4 separate regions of the Mus musculus genome follow, and regions 1, 2 and 4 are each linked to region 3. The links are chromatin contacts, called in public HiChIP or PLAC-seq and promoter capture Hi-C maps. All regions are on one chromosome and are shown on one strand. The core of a region is the stretch at or near the end of the contact, and the rest is flanking DNA. Distances in the headings are between cores, read along the strand shown. Region 1 holds the start of A130051J06Rik (a long non-coding RNA gene). Region 2 holds the start of Dbx2 (developing brain homeobox 2). Region 3 holds the start of Zcrb1 (zinc finger CCHC-type and RNA binding motif 1). Region 4 holds the start of Arid2 (AT rich interactive domain 2 (ARID, RFX-like)).

Region 1 (2,700 bases), core at 196-2,695, 2.4 Mb before region 3:
GGGATTTTATCAGAGCATCAGAAACAAATCCAGGGCAGGACTCTTCCCTGTCCATTTAGAACTTAATATGTAAGAATTCATAAAACTCTTTATTAGTAAAGCAAACAACAGGTCACACACAGGCTATCTCTAACACAAGTCTGACAGTGAACCCTAAAGTTTACTTATTCACAGAATTAATTTTTTAAATTAAAAATTGACCCAGTACCCCATACACACAGCCACACATAAAACCAACCAGGTGTGTGTCTCAGCTCTATCCAACAGTCAGGGTGCGCTGCCTGTGCACTTAACCACAAACGCCTAATTTCCCTCTATTAAACCAAGGAAGACCATTCTGCCCTTCACAGAAACCTCCCTTCATCTATCTGAACTCAGAATTCAAGCAGGCCAGAGGAGAGACCCTGCAAGGAAGATTTGTGCCAGGGAGAAACTGAAAAAAAGCAGGAGGGTGCAGGAGCAAAGCCACCTCGGAGAACACAGTCATCAAGACGTGAGAGACAGACACCTGGCCATGCCAGCTAAGGAATGACACCAGTCTCCATGAGGCAAGGAAAAGGTTGAGAGTCATGCATGACTCATCAGATGCAAACAGTTTACTACAGAATGCTGGTTTTGACTAAAGGGCTTCTCACAAACACTGAGGGGATGTCCACTTCTCATGATGTAAAATACAGAAGGGAGCTTTTCAGCCACATGCTCTGGGATTAAGGCATCCACACCAAGCCTGGACAGCGTGCCATTTTCACTACGTCAGCATCAGGAAGCTCAAGGTCACGAGGCCCCTGGGAGCTGCTTCTCAAAGGATCTGTCAGCTGCCAGATCCACATGTCTGCCTACCACCAGGAGGGATATGACTTCCCCACATCCTAGAAAGCACTGGGTCTTTTTCAGGTGGCGGGCTGAAGCTCAGCCTCTCTCTCATACCATACCCCTTTCACCATCTTATATCCAACAGTCCTAACATGACCGAAGAAGGACAGCGAAAATAAAATAACAGTCAGACGCAAGATTTCAGGCACCACCAATGTGGCAGTCCCACCTGGGACACATCAGAAATGATTAAATCCACTAAGGGACACCAAGCCAGGCAGGCATCCCCCCCCCACCCCCCACACACACACCCCAGGTCTACCTCAAGCAGGAGGCAGGTAGCACCACATTGGACAAGGCTTCTAAAGACACAAACCAGAGCCAGATTGAACCAGAGGCCCTAAGCCGAGGAAAAACATTTCCAAGCAAGGAATATGGACACATGGGGGAATTCGGTGGGAGGCAGGCAATGGCATCAGAGCTCAAGGCCATTGCTAGGCTATTGCTAGGCTCCTGGGGAATGCTGAGTGCTTCAAGGCTTCTCACAGAGAGCCAGAATTAGTTCCTCTGACTGGGGTGTGGCCCTGCTAAGAATTGGGACTCAGGAGCTAGCTCTAGGGGGAGTGTGGATGGGGGCTGTAATTTGATTCAGGCAGTTCCTAGGCCTCCATAACTCAGGCAGTGAATGACTAATCAGCCTTAAGAAATCATGAGTCACGCGGCAGGGAAAGCAACGCCAGCGCCAAGTAACTTCTCTGAGAACTGGGAACCCACGGGCTTGGACAAACACTGTGGAATATTATATCTGGGGCCAACGGTAAGTCCTGCCTCCTCTCTTGGTGCAGGTCAGTTTTAGTTTTGGGTTCTTAGAGCTCTTTAGTTACCAGATGAAGGCTAAGAATATCTGTCCGAAACATGCCTTAGTCAAAATGCCAGCAAGTGCTGACCTTTTGGAAAAATTAATTATTATACTTGACATTCTTGTGTGGAAGGAACAAACCCGCATGTATTTCTCTATGGATTGCTGTTGCACCCAGCAGCCTGGGCACTCAGGGACAGCGTATGAAGTGACTCTGAGTTTGGATTCAGACAGCAAAGCAATTAAAATGAGTACAGTTTGCCTGTACCCACCTCCCCAACTTAAAGTCAGTTAACTTCCTAGTATAAGCAAAAGCATTGTGTGAGCGGTGGATACAACCACAAAAATAACTAAAAGAAAAATAAAAAAGTAAGAAAGAGAAAAAAAGAAAAAAAAAGAAAGGAAGAAATCTGACTTTAAATAGAATGAAAAGGTAGCGTTAGGTAGCATGTTAAGATTTAACCAAAAAAAAGGTCTTTTCCAGATATTCTTGTAGTTCAAATACACTGGACTAATGGGAATAGATAACCACACTAGATTAATCTCCAAAAAAATACCACGTGACATGAAAAGGGGCAAGCATAAAAGATTATTATACTCTACTTTGTTCTATTTGGGTCAATTCCAACAGCTGGCACCCTCAGTTTACAGAAGAGGTCTTCAAACTGTTCCCCTGAACTGAGAAAAGAAATGAGGGATGTGGGGTAGGGGTGGGGGTGGAGGGGCGTGGCCTCCACCTGAGTGTGGGTGGCAGTCAGACCCAGGATCTGCCAAGCTTTACAGTTTACATCGCATATCACTCACTATATGAAGTGAACTTTAAAAATCTAATCAAGAGCATCCGTAGAGTGGGCTCCTATCAGACAAAAGCATGGCAGAAGGCAGCATCAGTCTCTCACACTCCCTCGAGTTCACCCATCAAGAAGACTCCCGTTTGGCCAGGAACCACAAGTAAGGTGAGATGCCATTCTAGGATGTACAACCTAACACAGAATCTCAAGCGAGAGGACTCTTGTTTATAACAGTCA
Region 2 (2,700 bases), core at 78-2,577, 2.3 Mb before region 3:
TTATTCGGTGTCAGTAAAGTAACCAACTCATTGAGATGAATTGAAACAATAGCAACAAATTGTACTTGTGGTGTGTGTGGTGTGTGTGTGTGTGTGTGTGGTGTGTGTGGTGGGTGGGGGTGGGGTGGGTGGTGTGTGTGAGGAAGCCAGAGGACAATGTTTGGAAGCCAGTTCTCTCCAACCACGTGGATTCTAGAGATCAAACTTAGGTCACTCGGCTTGGTGGCAACTGCTTCTATCAACTGAACCATCTCGATGATCCCCCAAAGAAGGACATTTAGCTTTCTAACCCGGCAACTCAAAATAGGCATTTAAGTAAATGGAAACCAAGCCCAACTTATTTTTAGGGGCAAGGAGTAGAACTATACATTTGACTCCAACTTTGCAGATACTCTAATGAAGTCTTATCCTAAATAAATCTGTCTAAATTAGGGAAGGAGAGTAAGTGTTAATTGGAATCACAGTTTTAACACTCCATCGATAGTTTCCAAAATGGGAAGTTTTTAAAGCCTTGTAGTTAAAGGCCTGCCTCCCCCTCCCTCCCCCTCGCCCTCTCCCTTTTTCTCCCTTCCTCTTTACCCCACCCCTCCAATATGCTTTTTGTTTGCCCAGTCTCCCACTGGCATTAGTTAGGGAATAAGATTAAAAAAAAAGAAGAAAAAGAAAAAGAAAGAAAGAAGGAAAAGACGTCCCTTTGTAGGCATGCACACTTGTAGGTGCCTGTGGATGCCAGAAGAAGACATCTAATACGGTGGAGCTGGAGTTTCAGTGGGTTGTGAGCTGGGTGCTTGTAAGCGAACTCAGGTCCTCTATTAAGAGCAGCAAGCATAGCTAACCACTGAGCCACCTCTTCAGCCCCAAGCGCTGCTTCTTTAGATCAAAACCGATTACATCATCTCTTCTAGACTGCAGGTGTGGCCACCTTCCTCCAGAATCCTTAAAACAGATCTTATAAAACCTGAGATGATTCACTGGAAACGGAGTTTTGCCAAATAGCCAAGAAAAACACATTTCCTTTCTTCTTAAAACAGAGGCGCCCATAAAACCTGCAAAATGAGTTATCACTGGTACTAATATCAACGTTTTCGAGTCTCCCTGATGACAACCACGCTTCAGCGACCAAGTACATGTACCCTGGAGCTCATGATAACCAAAACCAGAGGGCCCAGGACTCCAGCAGCAGGGTCAAGGCTTGGCAGGCAGAGTGGCAGCGCCCCTTTTCCGTCCCCTCCACGCCCACCTCCTCAGCAAGAGTCCCCTCCCCTCGCTGGAGCCCAGACTCTCATTGCCTTCATTGTTGGCCGCATCTGTCACTTTGTGGGCAGGATGACATGAATGGATGGGCCGGACACACCTTCCATCCCAGTCCTGAAAACCCTGTCCGGATCTGCAGACCGTTCCCGGACGCTGCCAGAGGAGCCGCTGAGGGCCAAGGACTCACCCCTCAGCCCCGATCCTGTCCGCGCCCTGTCCCTGTCCCTTCGCACTCGCTCTCCACGGCTCCCCGGGCAGCGGGCGCGCACCATGCTGCCCAGCGCTGTGGCCGCCCAGGCCGGAGCCTACTGGGATGTGGTGGCGTCCTCAGCACTCTTCGGCCTTCCTGCGCCCGGCTTTGGCAGTCTGGGCAAGAGTTTCCTGATCGAGAACTTGCTGCGCGCAGGGGCCGGGCCCACGCACGCACCCCCGCCCCCACGCCCAGCGCCCGGTCCTGAGTGTCCGCAGCTGCGGCCACTGCCTGCCAGCCCAGTGCCGCTCAAGCTGTGCCCGGCCGGACCCTTTGGTGTGCGCTGGGCCTTCCAGATGCCCCCTGGCCGGGCTCCGGGGGAGCGGGACAGTGCCTTCCAGCCCTCAGCCCCAGGTGAGCTTTGGTCGAGGGGAACCTCGGCCCAGGAGACCCTTAGTTCTGGAGAACCTGGACCAAGGGGAGCCTCAGTTCAGGGGAGCCCTGAACCAGGGGAACTTCAGTCCAGGGAAGCCTTAGCCCTGGGGAGCCTCGATCTGATCTAGAGGAGGCGCAGCCCAGGCGAACTTCAGTCTAGGGGATCCTCAGTCTGGGAAAGCCTCAGCCCAGGGAAGCCTTGCTTTCAGGTGGTCCTCAGTCCAGAGAGAGCCCTGTTGCCAGCACAGTCCCCACCTGTGAGCCCCTCACAGCACGAGTGCTGACCTGGGTGGCCCACTGCAGAGGACTGAACTGGGGTGCAGATGCCGTTTCTGGACACTAGTTCTGATTCCTTTCCTCTCCACCCCATCCCATCCCGCACTCCTTCCTAGCATCCTCCCTCAACAGGTTGACTGGGCTACCTGGGCAGTTTGATCACAGCGGGTTAGCTGGGGGGTGGTGGGTGGGGGGTAGGGGGTGGGGGATTTGAGGTTTCTAGCTGACTGGCTCCTGTTTCCAAAGTTAGCATCCTCTCTTCTGCGGGAAAGTTGCTGGCAGGGTGGTGCTGCGGACTTTGCTGGCGGAGACCTCGCCGCTGGTTTGATAGGGCTCTAATGATTTGAAAAAGAGTTGCGCAAACTTTGGACTTTCCTTGCTTTCACAGTTTGGTGTACACTAAGGTGTAAAGTAATCAAGGCCTACGCTTGCATCAGGCTGAGATAGCTGACAAATGTTGAATTGATAACTAAATGAGGAAGTTCACATATAAATAGGAATTTACCGAAAGAAGGGCACTTTGGGTTTATTTATATGCGTACTGA
Region 3 (2,700 bases), core at 114-2,613:
TTAAAGAGTCAGAAAACGCAAGACAGTTTCAAAACAAGGCTAATAAGTGTTTGCTAAGCAGACAAAATAAGATTCCAGGAGCACAGACGATGCGCTCAGGGTGAACTAAGGAAGGAGAAGCAGTGGTACCCCCAAATCGAGAGGAAGCACGAAACAGCGCGGAGAGTTAAGGCTCAAACAATTAGAAGACCAAAGGGGCTTACATCGTGGGCGATAACCAAGCACAACCGGGATGTGAAGCCTGGGAGTTTGGGCTGGCCACAAGTTTGCCATGAGAATTAGTCCCAGTGGTCCCTTGGTGGACGCCAAGGAATTAATGCCTCTCAAAACTCAGCGGCGCCCTGGGTGGATTGCACTTCGTCCCTCCGCTTCAGTCAGGATTGATTGTGCAGGCTCCACGACAGGCTCTGGGCTCCGGGCTGCTGACACGCAGGTTCCCAGGGAGTAGTTACAGGCCTGGTCTGTACGTGCTGGTGGGTAGAAGTTAAGTTTAAACTACCGGGCAAAATAAGCATTCGGATTTCTCTGTAGAAACGACGAGCTCTTAAAGAATAATCAGTGTAGCCGGGCGGTGATGGTGCACGCCTTTAATCCCTGCACTCTGGAGGCGAGGCGGGCGGGATCTCTGAGTTCGAGGCCAGCCTGGTCTACAGAGCGAGTTCCAGGACAGCCAGGGCTACACAGAGAAACCCTGTCTCGGAAAACAAAAAAATAATCAGTGCGTACCCATTCCATATTTTCAGAAAGGAAAAAATAGTAATAAACAACGGGACGATGGAGCTGAACATCTGTCCGTGCCAGTACTCAAGAATGGGTCACTGTGTGACTCCAACTGTCCCCACGTGGGCTTTGTCTCCCCGGCCACACTGACATTCTCAACAGCAAGTGGATTATTTTGGCACTCTTTTGTCCGTCTCTCAAAGTGCCTATTACAGAGTCGGTTAGGTCCAAAAAATAAAAAATAAGATAAAAACCCAGACTTCCTGACTGACCTGGCGTCACTGAAGTTGCCTGGCTGAGAACTCCCCTTTTGCTTACTAAACTCCTGCCGAGAAGCGGAACCTGGGTCTCACTCTCCTCCACACTTCGCTTTCCTCCCGCATCCACTGAGTCCCTCTCCAGGTTCCACTAGGAGTCCAGAATAAAGCACATCTCCATCGCCGCAGGAAACGTCCGCCCGCCCGCCCGCCGGCCGCATGCGCCCCTCGCGCCTCTGCGGAGAGCCACTCGCTCACCTACGTCCCACTGCTGAGCCTCCGCCTCTGTCGCCGCCGCCTCTGTCGCCGCCGCCTCAGCCGCCGGTGAAACCCGCGAAGCCAGACGTCCGCTCGCCCTAAAGGCACTTCCGGCGCGCGCGGTGACGTCGCCCGGCGCGCCAGCCTCCGGCCCGGGGCCGTCGGGGTTTGGGGGAGTCGGAAGGAGCGCTGCACCGCGCTGCGTTCGCGGACGCCCGCGCTTTTGCGCGCCGCGGAAGGCAGCCGGAGGTGAAGCCGCCGCGGGCTCGCATCCTCTCCGCTTCGCCTCTGCGCCGAAGGTAAGCTCCCACGGCGCCGGGCCCAGGAGACGGCCGCGGCCCGGGCCTCCGCCTCGGCCTCCGCCTCGGCCTCGGCCTCGGCCTCGGCCTCGGCCTCGACCCTGACCCCAGCTCCGGCCCCAGGAACGTCCAGCCGGGGTTAGCATTTCTCAGAGTGAGAAACTGGAAACGCGACAAGCAGGTTTTGGCTAGCTAAGGCTTTTTGAATAATCCTCCTACTGGGCCAGCGGGGCGCCCTCCGGGGTGCCGGGTCCATTGTCATTCATAGGGGTTCTTAACACTTGCTGCCGACCGACGCGATCGTTTCACCTGTAATTTGCAGAGTTTTAACAGTGACGTTGATTACTAAGCACATTGATAAATATACAGGTTAATGTCCCATTCAAAGTAGGTAATCCATGTAATAGAGTGTCATTTCATGATTTGGTTGTGCACGAAATTTAAAAATCTAAAGAACTTTATCAAAATGTGAAACTACCCCAAGCTTAACAAAACCGAGTCTCTGTCGTCATGGCCTACCTATATCAGTAATCCATATATACAGACGTAGATACAGGAGTTTTTTTAAAAACAAGAACAAAAGAGGCGGGGTAGACAGGTGTCCCTTTCGGAGGTGGGCGAATCCTTGGGAAACATCTTTTCCGCTTTTACCCTAAGAAGGCGTTAAAAATAGCCTTGTGGCTTCTCCATCTCTCTAAAACCCCTCTTCAATCGCACCGCAGCCCTAAAAGGCTTAACACCCGCTGCTAGAAAAGGAATATGGTAATTCACACCCTACCCACACTGGTACTCTAATCTCTTTAAATGAATGGAGCCTGAGGAATTCTACCCTAATTAAGTCAGTGATGGTCCTTGTTTGGTTCTACTTGGAGTAAGATTCCCAATGTCTCCTTTTTTTCCGTTTTAGAAATGAGCGGTGGCTTGGCGCCAAGTAAAAGCACAGTTTATGTATCCAACTTGCCTTTCTCCCTAACAAACAATGATTTATACCGGGTAAGTTGTATGTACATCTAACTAATGGATTCTTTCTTTAGAGACAATCTGAAGCTTAAGCAAAAATACTGCTCCCTGGGAAAATTTTTAGTTGATATCTTCTGCAAATTTTAGTGGGAAATTTTTCAATTTTGTTTTAATTTCCCAAAGAGAATTTGTTGTTTGTGTGTTTT
Region 4 (2,700 bases), core at 144-2,643, 2.9 Mb before region 3:
TACTAAGCCAGGGCTGCTTGAATCACTATGTTTTCATCAGAGAGCCCTGTATTTAGCAGCACTTGTTTTGTTTTGGGGGGGGGTTGGTGGGTTTGTTTTGTTTTTGAAGCCCGGACAATAACCAATCGCAAGTCCCTCTGTCGCCCCCTTTTAAATCTCAACGCGGTCCGTTTGCAGTAAAGAAAAAAAAAAAAAAAAGTTCAAAAGGATCAATACTGCTCCGGACAGCGACGTCCGCGAGCTCTGGGGGGGCCGGGGCCGGGGCCGACTCCGATCCCTCTCCCAGATCTATCCATCTCCATAGGCCCTTCTTTGAGGCCTACAGCTTCTGCCTAGCCTTGAAGCCTAAGATGGCTATTTGCAGACAGGTCCTGCTTTCTTTTGTTAGCTGTAGAAAGCCAGGGCGAGCGGGCCGAGGCTGTGCCCCCGGCCGCCGGGATCATTTCGCAGCCGATTATCGATGTTAAACCTGCCCGCGCTAATTTTGAGTTGCACGAAAACTGCTCAGAGTCTGTGTGTCTCTGTGTCTCCGCCTGTGCTAGAGCGGCAGCGGCGGCGGCGGCAGCGCTGACTCGCGGGCGGGCGGGCGGGCCGCGGGCTCGGCGGGCGGCGGGCGAGCACTCCACTCGCCCGCGCTCCCCGCCGCGCCGCTCAGACCCCGCGGGGCCGGCCGGACACCGGGCAGGGCGCTCCCCGCCGCCGGGCCGCACCGCCCGCCCAAGCCCCGCGCCCGCCGCGCGCACGCGAGCCACCAGGCCGAAAACAGCCCCGCCGCCGGCCGCCTCCGTGGGCCACCGGCTGCGAGCGCCGAGAACGCCGTGTGTCCCGCCGATCGCCCCCCCGACCCCGGGCGCCTGCTCCCGGGTCGGAGCAGACTTTTCCGAGCAGGCCAGCGAGAGGGAAATACAAATTAAAACTTCCACTCACCTTCGCGAATCCGCCTAAAGTAGTGACTCTGGTGTAGAGCCCGTGAAGATCCAGCTCCTTCCCACCCACCGCAGGGATCTTCTTAAACGGCGACCTGCGGGCGACAGAAAGCCCCGCACTTGTCACCGGGACCCCGCGCCCGCGGCGGGCCCCCGTTCGCCCCGGCTCGCCCCGGCGCTGCCCCCCCGGTCCTGCTCTCACCCTCTGCTGTGGTGGAACTGCCGCAGCTCGTCCAGGAAAGCCAGTCCCTTCCTCCGCTCGTCCGGAGGCGCCTTCCCCGTCGAGTTTGCCATTATTTTGCCAAAGGAGGTCTCCCGAAAAAACCCAGATCGCGGTTCAAACGCGGCCCCCGCTCCCCGCGCTCCCTACCAGCGCCCGGAGCCCATTCCTCGGCCGGCGGTGGCGGGGCTCAGTCATGGGCCGGCGGTGGCGGCGGCGGCGGCGGCGGCGGCGGCGGCGGCGGCGCAGGGAGGGAGGAGGGAGGGGGAGGAGGCGAGGAGGAGGGGAAGGAGGGAGCGGGAGGCCAGGGGGAGCGCAGGGCCGGAGGGAGGGGAATTTCTAAAAAAGTTTAAAGAAACGGGAGCGAAACTAGAGGGGCAGGCGACGGGCGGCCGGGCGCGGAGCCGCGGGGCGAGCGCGGCCCCCACCCTGCCTCGCCGCCTCCCGCGGCCCGGCTCTGGGCCGCCTCTCAGCGCCGCCGGCCCTGGCGGCTCGGCCCGGGGACGCGATTCAACATGGTGCTGCGGCCGGGGGGCGCACGAGCCGACCGGGGGCCGGGCGAGCCGAGGCGAGGGGCCCGGGCGGCCGCAGGCCTGGGAGTTGCGGCGGCGGCGGCGGCGGCGGCGGCGCGGCGGGGCCGGGGCAGGCGGGGCCGCGTGGGGAGGGGGAGGTCTGTGTGGTGGCTTGTGGAGAGCGGGGTGACAGCGTGGATCCGGGCCGCGGCTCCGCGGGGCCCTCGCACACATTCACGCGCGGCGGCGGCGGCGGCGGCCCGGGCGTCCCCGGGCACAGGCTCCGGCGGCAGCCGAGCCGCTGCGCGCCGCCCGCCGGCCTGCCTGCCTGCCCGCCAGCCTCCCGTTCTCTGCTGCCGCCGCCACGGCCGGGCCGCCAGCGCCGCACAGCGCCCCCCGAGGGCCGGCCGCGGCACTGCGCCTGGCTCCACACGGTCGCGGCGGCTCCTCGCGGGGAACAATAGACTCGGCTCGCCCGGCTTAGGGTTCATCTGCAATGTGCAGCACATTTCACACGCACACAAAGCGGGCGGAAAGGGGGGCGGCGCGGGGAAACGGCCACTACCGGTTGTTCCGGGCTTAGGGGTGGAGGCGATGTTCGCGTCCCCGGCGGCGCCCGCCGGGCCTCCGGCCACACTGAGAAGCAGGCTCGCTCGGCGCAGCCCCGGCGGCCGCGGACGAGTCCGCTCGCCCCCTCTGGAGACGTTGCTAGCGGGAGGCGTTGGCCTCCGGGCTTCATCGTGCTAGCACGAAGCCCGCCGAGCACATGGTCCATGATGGGGCCGTAAACTCACTTTGACAAACTGTAGGATCGAATAGGCTGGAAACTGCCTGCCCTACTTTTGTGGAGCTAGAGTAAGGCTTTTCACTCGTCCTCCCTTTTTTGGTCGGTTTGGTGCACCGAACCCGGAGGTACGCAAACGGTAATCGCGCCTGTTGGGAAATAACCTCCCAACTTTGAGAATAACACTGCTTAGGTCTTTTTTTGCACTAGTATCTGAAAAAGAGGGCAAAATGTTTTTCCCTTTCAGTTTAAAAAAAA

The links. Promoter capture Hi-C pulls out the DNA fragments that hold promoters and counts their contacts. HiChIP or PLAC-seq counts read pairs in DNA pulled down with a chosen protein or histone mark. Capture Hi-C pulls out chosen DNA fragments and counts their contacts.
Region 1: a contact with region 3 is called in an H3K27ac HiChIP or PLAC-seq map of embryonic stem cells, with 14 times the contacts expected there. The contact joins the promoter of A130051J06Rik here to the promoter of Zcrb1 in region 3. A contact is called at or near these places in 2 of 115 datasets of contacts at active chromatin or transcription factors (embryonic stem cells and large pre-B cells).
Region 2: a contact with region 3 is called in a promoter capture Hi-C map of embryonic stem cells, with 3 times the contacts expected there. The contact joins the promoter of Dbx2 here to the promoter of Zcrb1 in region 3. A contact is called at or near these places in 1 of 39 promoter capture datasets (embryonic stem cells) and 1 of 115 datasets of contacts at active chromatin or transcription factors (astrocytes).
Region 4: a promoter capture Hi-C map of liver shows a contact between it and region 3, with 2.8 times the contacts expected there. The contact joins the promoter of Arid2 here to the promoter of Zcrb1 in region 3. A contact is called at or near these places in 4 of 39 promoter capture datasets (the 3T3-L1 cell line, the C10 cell line, hippocampal neurons and 1 more), 2 of 484 Hi-C or Micro-C datasets (B cells and embryonic stem cells), 4 of 115 datasets of contacts at active chromatin or transcription factors (astrocytes, bone marrow-derived dendritic cells, embryonic stem cells and 1 more) and 1 of 9 other capture datasets (liver).

Annotation. Positions count from the first base shown.
Region 1 is chr15:95,803,206-95,805,905 of GRCm38.p6, reverse strand. It overlaps A130051J06Rik (a long non-coding RNA gene), which reads left to right and starts at 1,445. Exons shown (of 2, transcript XR_875618.2): 1 at 1,445-1,630. The region is part of intron 1 of Ano6 (anoctamin 6); the gene reads right to left.
Region 2 is chr15:95,653,398-95,656,097 of GRCm38.p6, reverse strand. It overlaps Dbx2 (developing brain homeobox 2), which reads left to right and starts at 1,327. Exons shown (of 4, transcript NM_207533.2): 1 at 1,327-1,858. The coding sequence starts at 1,336. It overlaps Gm31690 (predicted gene, 31690), which reads right to left and starts at 1,622. Exons shown (of 3, transcript NR_168499.1): 1 at 1,442-1,622.
Region 3 is chr15:93,396,997-93,399,696 of GRCm38.p6, reverse strand. It overlaps Zcrb1 (zinc finger CCHC-type and RNA binding motif 1), which reads left to right and starts at 1,363. Exons shown (of 8, transcript NM_026025.3): 1 at 1,363-1,534; 2 at 2,442-2,527. The coding sequence starts at 2,444. Pphln1 (periphilin 1) reads right to left here and starts at 1,347. Exons shown (of 9, transcript NM_175363.4): 1 at 1,236-1,347.
Region 4 is chr15:96,286,215-96,288,914 of GRCm38.p6, reverse strand. It overlaps Arid2 (AT rich interactive domain 2 (ARID, RFX-like)), which reads right to left and starts at 1,393. Exons shown (of 21, transcript NM_175251.4): 1 at 1,129-1,393; 2 at 928-1,021. The coding sequence starts at 1,220. Gm38469 (spidroin-2) reads left to right here and starts at 1,517. Exons shown (of 3, transcript XM_011245785.3): 1 at 1,517-2,700. The coding sequence starts at 1,662. The coding sequence ends at 2,405.